Regions from separate parts of the Mus musculus genome. Here region 1 is linked to region 2. The links are chromatin contacts, called in public Hi-C maps. All regions are on one chromosome and are shown on one strand. Each heading gives the region's core, a stretch centred on a gene start, on an enhancer-like site or on the middle of the called end of the contact. The rest is flanking DNA. Distances are from core to core; before and after follow the strand shown.

The links. A called contact is a pair of places that touch in the nucleus more often than the background predicts.
Region 1: a contact with region 2 is called in a Hi-C map of liver, with 1.8 times the contacts expected there. The contact joins the promoter of Arl5a here to the enhancer-like site in region 2. A contact is called at or near these places in 10 of 484 Hi-C or Micro-C datasets (CD4 T cells, the G1E-ER4 cell line, double positive thymocytes and 4 more), 5 of 115 datasets of contacts at active chromatin or transcription factors (the SCID.adh cell line, embryonic stem cells and memory CD8 T cells) and 3 of 9 other capture datasets (adipose tissue, liver and pancreatic islet).

What each region holds. Positions count from the first base shown.
Region 1 is chr2:52,422,565-52,426,636 of GRCm38.p6, forward strand. It overlaps Arl5a (ADP-ribosylation factor-like 5A), which reads right to left and starts at 2,310. Exons shown (of 6, transcript NM_182994.2): 1 at 2,026-2,310. The coding sequence starts at 2,071. A430018G15Rik (RIKEN cDNA A430018G15 gene) reads left to right here and starts at 2,448. Exons shown (of 3, transcript NR_165461.1): 1 at 2,448-2,591.
Region 2 is chr2:52,368,266-52,372,580 of GRCm38.p6, forward strand. No RefSeq gene overlaps it. Among named protein-coding and RNA genes, the nearest start is that of Gm13522, 8.2 kb to the right of the region's middle. Within about 2 kb of position 3,011, at least 21 of the 459 cell types and tissues checked have an H3K27ac peak or open chromatin away from gene starts, as enhancers often do. A contact at or near this core is called in the G1E-ER4 cell line, liver and uterus, where this site is marked.

The sequences.
Region 1 (4,072 bases), core at 1,060-3,559, 54 kb after region 2:
TACCAACTAAGCTACAGCCCCAGCTACAATACTTTTTAATGGTGTCAATAAATGGCAGTATCTAGAATAAAGTTTGAGCGCTCCGGAATCTGTGCCCCACCTAAACATAGCTCTGGTTTTCTGGGCCCAGCAAGCAGTTCACCAGCTCAGCTTTAATTGAGCAGCTGCTTTTTGAGAAGCCAGAGCTGCTAAGTCTCTGCGTTCATCGATATAGCAAACTCTGCAATTACCCAAAGCCTCTCTCCGCAGCTCTCCATGAAAAGAGTATAGAAACGTGTGCTGATCCTTCTGTAAAACAAAGCATCGAAGACACACCTAACTTATGTGCCCCCTTCTCCACAGGTCCAAGACTAGCAACAAGTGTTTGTGACAGTGAATTCCGTGAGGCTACTGAGCTGGGAAGAGACCATTTAACGATTTTTTTTCTTCACGATCTCACTCTATTGACTGGTAATTTCCTAGGAACTGGACTCTATTAATCCTCTTGTTAATTTTCAAACTCTGAGTAAACGTTCAGGCAAATGCTACTACAAAATGCAGAGCACAAGATCTGTGCTGCTACCAATGCATTCCTGCTATCATGTGCAACTAGGTGAGTTTCTTTTAAAGTTCTAATTCATTTTTTAAGTTACAGCAACGGTTTGGTCACTGACTCAAAGAAGAAAGTGAGACCAGTACCAGAGACACTTTAAAGCAAAAGGTCTTTCTAAACCAAAGCAGAACTGAAACACTAGTCTCACTAAATTCAAGACTGTAGAGGACAGAACTAGAATAAGAACACTTATTACCCACACAAATATCACCAGTTCTACAACAATGTAACCTTTAGTACTTCAAACCTAGAGATTAAATATTCAAAAACTGTAGACCCCACAAATCCCTCCTGTGCTAGGTGAGAGTATCTAAACCCACAGAATTATGAAGCCACTAGAAACCACTACCCCGTCACACGTTCTCTGCTGACCAGACAGAGCTAATGGAAATATCCTCTTTATTGCCTTCCACTTCATTTAGTACCGTTATCTTAGGTATCATTTTTAAAAAAATTATTATTAAAAAAAGCAGAACCCACTAGGGATTACAAGTCCCATAAAACCAGCTCTATCCCAGAGGAGGAGCAAGCCCGGCAACTGCTCCTTCTAAATAGTAGGCGCCACCGTTCATTAAGTTTTAACTGGAAAAAGTGGGGGTGCGACAACGCTACCAGCTTATACAAGAGAAAAACTGTACGTGCTTGACAGATGGAATGAACTGCAAGTAGAGCTTTTTTTAAAAAAAAGCACTATATTTCATTTCAGTAACTATGTAGTTCTGTTAGGACCATATTCTCTCCAGTATCACACACCCATTTTGTAATTTTTTTTTTTAATAAATCCCCTATGCCTTTCCGTGGCAAATGTCTGCATTTAGGCGAACTTAACACAGTAACCTGCTAGTTACCTAATGCTAATGAAGCCTGCCTCCCGAGGCAGGCTTTTAAAAGCTTTCAGCGAAACACTTTAACAAGGGCCAAAAACAAAACAAAACAAAACAAAACCCAAAACCTTCTAATAACCTAAGAAAGAAAACGACCTTAGGCTTGACCTTTACCACTGAGACAAACGGCGCAAAGGAGAGACACTCCATCACTATTCCGCAGCGAGGGTCTCCCCGCCCATCCCCCCCACCCCCACCCCCACCCCCACCCCCCAAAGCGAACCAGACGGATCCAGCACTAGTTCCAGTTTTCCGCATTCTGCAAGCCGTGGGCTCGGTGGCGCCGCTAGGGTCAGGGCCCTCGGTCCTCACTCTAGAACCCCAGCTGTTGCCCGTGCGGCCCAAACACAATTGCGGGCAGGCGACGGGGATGGAAGCAGGCCAGGCAGCGCGCTGGGCCCTCGGCGTGGGGCAGGGCACCTTTTGCGCTCGCGATCAAATCGGAGAAATGGGTGTATGGCGGGAGGAACCTCTCCCCAGCTCCCCGGAGACAAAGGCGACCCTCCTGCCCGACAAGGGCCGGGACCTCCCCGCCCGGCCCAGCCTCACCCTGGTGATTGAACAGCCTCCAGATCCGGGTAAAGAGAATTCCCATCCTCGGGCAGCGGAGCCCTCCAGCCTCCCGGGCTCAGGCTGCGGGGCAGAAGGACGCGCCGGGGCCTCCGCCTCTGCTCCCGCGCCGGCCGCGCGCCCGCTTCCAGGGACCCGCGGGGAGGCCGCAGCCCAGGCCGCCCAGCCACGCGCGAGGCCCCGCCGCTACCGCCGCGGCGCTCGCCTGGCTCGCGGACATCGCCGCCGCGTTGTCTGCTCGAACCTCGCGGGCCACCGTCCTCCCCCAGCTCCTCTCCGGCGGTGGCTCGGGCAGGGGCGGGGCGGAGCGAGGGGACTGCGCAGGCGCCGTGCCCGGAGGCGGAGCGAGGGAGCTGGAGGCGGGGCAAGGGGGCTGGAGGCGGGGCGAGGGGCTGGGAGGCCTCTGCGGCGCGGAGGGTCAGTGGAAGGAAGGCTGCGGCGCTTTAGGCGCGCCAATGTCGGGGATTTGAGGTTGTTTCTAAGTCACAATGCAAATATGTAACCATACTCAACTCCAAAAGTGCCAGGTTTGGACCCCGACGATGGTAAGCTTTAAGTCTCTTTAGAGCCTATTTTCCCTGACAAGCAGCAGAAATCATTGGCCTATTTTTTTTTTTTTTTTTTTTTTTTTTGTCGCTGCGGTTTTTCGTACTTCTACCTTTGCTTCTCAGCGCTCTTCCCTCTCCAATCTCCCTCTGCTCTCAGGCCACTCTTGGCTAGAACACTTTTCCTTAAGTATCTCCCCGGTTTAAAAATCTTAAGGCACAAAAGCCGTCTGAGCTGAGTCCAAAAAGACTGTAGACAAGAAACTCACTGGTCTTCACGATATGATCGTCTTTTTCTCTCATTCAGGAGTCACCATCATGTTAAATAGATGGCCAAATGCTGTCTGTGCTCTTCATTCTGCTGCTTGCCTAAAGTTTAAACAGTTGTGCCTCCTGGTATGCGAGTGTCCAGCTCTGCGCCCCTGCGCACCCCCACCCCCACTCCCCGCAGGATAAGTGGCTGAAAAGTAAAATATAAGTAATCGCTGGCGAACTTGATCCGAACGAAGAGTTCTTGCCTGTGTTTTGTTTTTGTTTACTTTAGTTCCCTTTAGCTAAACAGGTAGACTCTAGATCTCCATATTCCTGATGTAGGAACAGGGTCGATTCCTGAGGTTAACTGACGACTGTGATAGTTTTGACTCAAAGAGAAACTGGGGTTGTCTACTTCTTCCACACACATAAACAAACAAAAAGAGTAGAATCAGCATCATCTCTTTCTATCCTCTTTAAGTTTGTAAAAGGGAGGGAAAAAAAAAAGGCAGAGACGGAAAAATGTGGGAGACTTGTGAAAGGCCCTTTCGAGCTGTTCCCGACCTTATCCTCAACAGCCACATGAAATGAAGCACTATACTCTGCCTGACTCCTAACCATATACTACCGTATAGCTCAATGTATGGGAAAGAGTTCTTCATCTTCTTTGGGGGCTTGCGTTCAAATGCCAGTCTTAGAGGAGGCATACATAAAGGAGAATTAGATCTGGATATACTTAATAGCCAGTGGGCTGTTTAGAAGATCAATGTTCGCATAACCAACTTACATGAGCTCTTTAGTGATTCCATTCCCATCCAGTTTAGGCAGGGCTTTAGCGGCTCTGAGTCATTTTACAAATTCCCACATGTCTTTGGCAACTTATTAATGTATGCCAGACCTACATTTACCCATGAAGTTAGAGATCTGTGTTTTAGAACTCTATTAAGGAAATGGTCTCTTAGGCTATTTTCCAAGTGTCCCTCACAGAAGGGGGGATGGAGTTGACTAGTAGAATCTTGGCTGACTTTAGTAGACAAAATACAAAATTGTTAACTATAGATGTAACTGGGAATCTTTAATGAGGGATATCAAACATTTTGTTCTTCCTTCTGAGACCTTCTAAATATTTTATCCATTTTTAAAGTCATGAGCAAAATGCCATGAAAGACCTCAGCTTCAAGGCAGGAGAGAGTAAAACATGTGCTTTACCATTCTACAGTTAACAAGCA
Region 2 (4,315 bases), core at 1,761-4,260:
TTCTGACCTTTCGGCCATGTATTTATATCTTGGTGATATATATATATATATATATATATATGTATGTATATATATATATCACACAGACACAGACACACGAAATGAGGTTCAAGAAGTTGGAGTGGCTTTCCTAAGGCCTCAAAGTCAATGGCAGAACTCAGCCCGATGCCCTGGACCAGAGTTTACCATTAGCACTTCCATCCCCAGTTGCTTTGGGGGCTTGGATCACTCTCTTCCTCTTTCTCCTTTTCTACCAACACTGGCAAGATGGGAGAATCTGGACTAAATTAGACAAGGACTTTGATCATCAAAAAGACAAAAGCCCTAAGCACATTGCAAGGTAAACCAGCCAATCAAGAGCAATATTGGCACCAGCCCCCTTTCTCCTAAATGCACTGCCCACAAGACTCCATGCCTCTCTTTGAGTGTCAGCACCACGGGGTGATGCCTCTGACATGCAGTGATTTGTCTCCCGCAGATTTCTAACAAACTGCTTTGTTGCACCTCTTCAACTTTGAGTTAGAGTTGAGGATTATGTGCTGGGAGAAGTGGTGGTGGGGCTTCCTTGGATAACAGCTCACCTGCATGATTACCCTCTAAGACCTCCACAGACTGGATGGAACCCAAGGGCAAACACCTTCCCTTCTACACTAGGTCACAGATGATCACTGGAGTAGCTAGAAGCACCAATAGAGATCATTGGTCAAACTACCTGGGAAGGAAGAAGCTCAATTGGAGCTCAACAAAGATGGAGCGACATATACTCCAACACCACAGCAGGAGCTGGTCCTGTGCTTCCAGGCTATCTTTTATCCTTCCTCCTTCCAGCACACATGCATACATGCATGCATGAATACACGAACACACACACACACACACACACACACACACACACACACACAAGCATACAGACATACAGTTGTATTGTTTGGTCTGCACCAGGCAACTGTAGGCTTAAAACAAGGAAGCAGAGACATATGTTTAGTGTTCTGTAGATGATGAATTAGATTCAGACTCTGATCTGATCCCGAGAGCAGAATGAGGTTTCAGGCGCAGAGAATCACAAGAAGCCAATAGACAGAGATGTCTAAACCCAAGCTTTTGGAAAGGGGATGGCTTGGTTAGCTAGACAACTGAAGGAGCAGAAAGAGGCCTGAACCTGAGGCACATACCTGCCTTGGTTAGCCTCAGATTGGCAGTGTGCCGATAGATAGATAGATAGATAGATAGATTGATAGATTGATAGATTGATAAAGAGATAGATATTACTGTAATCATGGAATTTACATTTGTTTTCATAAAGCACTCAACTACAAGTAGTATGCCTAGAGGGCTTTGTCAAGAATGTTCCCAAACCCATACAGCTGATGTCGAGCACCGGCTTGTGTGTGACCTTCTGCGTGTTAGCTTCTCTGATGCCGTTTCCTCAAATGAAATATGGAGACTAAAAGAGTGTTGTTCCCTGGACTGAGTTCCTGTCAGCATTCTAATGTGTAACATAACTCACCTAACATTCTTGCCAAGTTTCTGACACATCCAGAACACTTTTTAAAAAATTGCTGATATTGCAGTTATTTTCATAAGCATCATCTTTATAATCTATACAAGAAAATACTCCTAGCAAGGGAGTACTTAGAGATGTAATGGACCCATTTTGGAACAGACCCATCTGTAGCATTTGAACAACAAATATCTCCCAAGTTAATTCGGGGAGTGGGGGGTGGGCTGGAGGCATTATTCATCTTGCGGTTTATGAGAAAATAAACGAGAAAATTTTTAGGACAGCTGGCAGTCCTGTTTCTCAAAGTGTGCTTTGGGGTGGCCTCCCTAGCTTTGACGTTAACGTCTGGTACGTGTGGGAGAGGCATGAGAGGTATGTATTCTCATACCTATGTGGTAAAGGGGAGTTAGATTCCAGTACACGTGTGGGAGGTTATATTTGCTCCCTTAATTTTTGTTATTTGTTTGCTTGCTTTTGAGACAAAGTCTCACATTCGTGACAAACTCATGACCACTATCCTGCCTCAGCCTCCCAAGTGCTGAGATCACAGGCATGAGCTACCACACCTGGCTCAGGTTTAATTTTAAGTGGGCGTTAAAGATAATTAAATTCTGCCTTAGACTGCTCTGGTTCCCTGCATTCAGCTGGAGCGCTCCTGAGCATGGCCCAGTTTAGGTGTTCTCTGGCAGTGGCTATTTCTCTAATAGTTTATAATTGCCAAAGTGGCACATGCATCTTACTACATAAAGGATACTTGTAATTGAAATGAGCCACACACCAGCTCTGTATGGTCTTCTCTGATGTTCTTCTAGCATCTAATGCAGAGTTTAGAATGTGGTGGATGCCTCCAACATAATCTTGTGGGGTTTCTACTCTCTAGAGGGCTAAATTTTAACAACTTCTCCTGGACTCTGAGTCCTACTGTAATCTAGCTATTCTTCATATGGGATATGGGCAATAGAAAAATTACATATATATATTAGAAAATCCTTTACAGTTCTCTCCCGTGTGCAACAAGTCTGTAGACAAACAGTCTCAGCTACATGTAGGCACTGCAATGACCGGAGTTCCTCTTCCTCCCCCCCCCCCCCCGCTGTAAACATCAATAAATGATACACATTATCAGGTCACCTATTAGTTGACTACTAGACCACCAGCCTCCACCATAGTTAGGATCTGGGATGGCCCTAAAGCCATGTGTTAAAGTTAGGCTTAGCCTCATTTCTACAGAATGTCTAGAACCCAGCCAGATGCTCAGGCCTCATCACACAAGGAGGTTGGGAAATGTTATCTGTAACTCTGGGCAAGAATAATCTCAGGAAGGGATCAAGGTCAGGTCACAACGAAGGAGGCTAAGAAAATGGAGAGAGGGGGAAGAGGGGAAAGCACAGCTTTGACTCGTGCAGTGTGGTCTGTTGACTCTCATTTGTGCTGCCCTGAAGAGAGACTCCTTCACTCATTCTTTCCTGGCAGGGACCCATGTGTTCTTGCTCACACAGCCCTGGCTTGGAACACCTCCAGGTTCCTCTTCCAGGCTCAAGGCCTTTCTCTGTAAGTCTCCTGTCAAGCTCCCCCATCCACAGGAGCACTGGCTCTCATTGCCCAGGAGGTACCAGTCCTGTGTGTTTGCAGCAAATTTATCTTCACAGTAATAGGCTGAACCTGACAGGCTTAGAATAGATTCTATTTTTACCTAAGTCTCTGGCATGGAAGTTTCCTTACTTATTAGGGATGCACTGCATATCTTTATCAATGGTAGCGATAGAGAAAAGCTCAATCTAAAGTTTTAAAGTTTGGTTCAGTTTGTCAAATTCACTTGTTCCTGTCCCAGTTTGCTTTCTCTCGCTGCCATAAAACAATTGTCTTACTCAGACTGCTTTCTTTTATGATCCAGGAAGACCTGTCCAGTGAGCTGTGCCCTAACCCATCAATCAATAATCAGAAAAATGCCCCACCGACATGCTCACAAACCAATCTGATAAAGGTAATTCCTCAACTGAGGGTCCTTCTTCTCAGGCGACACTAGTTTTTGTCAACTTGTCAAGATCTAATCTTCATAACTCCTATGAAGAGAATTGTTAAAATTTGCCAACTCCCCAAGCTTCCATGGGGTATAAATTGTCCAAGGCACTGTTAGCACATTTCAAAGGAATTTGGAGAAAATTTACAAAGTGGTAACATTTGCACAAATTTCACAAAAGACATTTAGAAAATTTTGTAGACAAAGCCAGTGTCTCCTGGAATGTTTTTTGGTCTCTAAGTTCAGAAAATTCCTGAGGTTCTTAGCATCAATGGCTTCTTCCCATTGCACAGAGTGATAAGCTGGGATAAACAGTGTAGCAGTAAAATGGCCTTAGACGCAGACCAGCACTGAGAAACTGTTCTCCAAATACACTTCAGACTCATCACTGTACCACATCATCACTTTGGATGGTTTTTGTTTCCCTTTCTGAGGATACATTATTCCCCTCTTGGGCTATGCTGTTCCTTTACTGGCTCCCCTCCTTATGGTCAGCCCAAGCACAGGCTCTCCAGAAGAGCATGAAGGATGTACATACCAACCTCACAAGACCGTAACAGCTTTGATTTACACACACAGATCTCAAGTCTCAGCCCAGCCTCCCTTTTCTGCCTACCACTGATACCGTGGGGCAATCTCCATGGTTAAACCAACAAGCCATTTTCACTGGCATATCGTACTTACATCTGAAGTTTGCCACTGTTTTGTTTTTCTCTTCTCAGATATGACCATGAACTAAATAGAGACGTGACATCAAATGGTTGGGCAAACACAGCTGTCCGGAGCCACCCCAG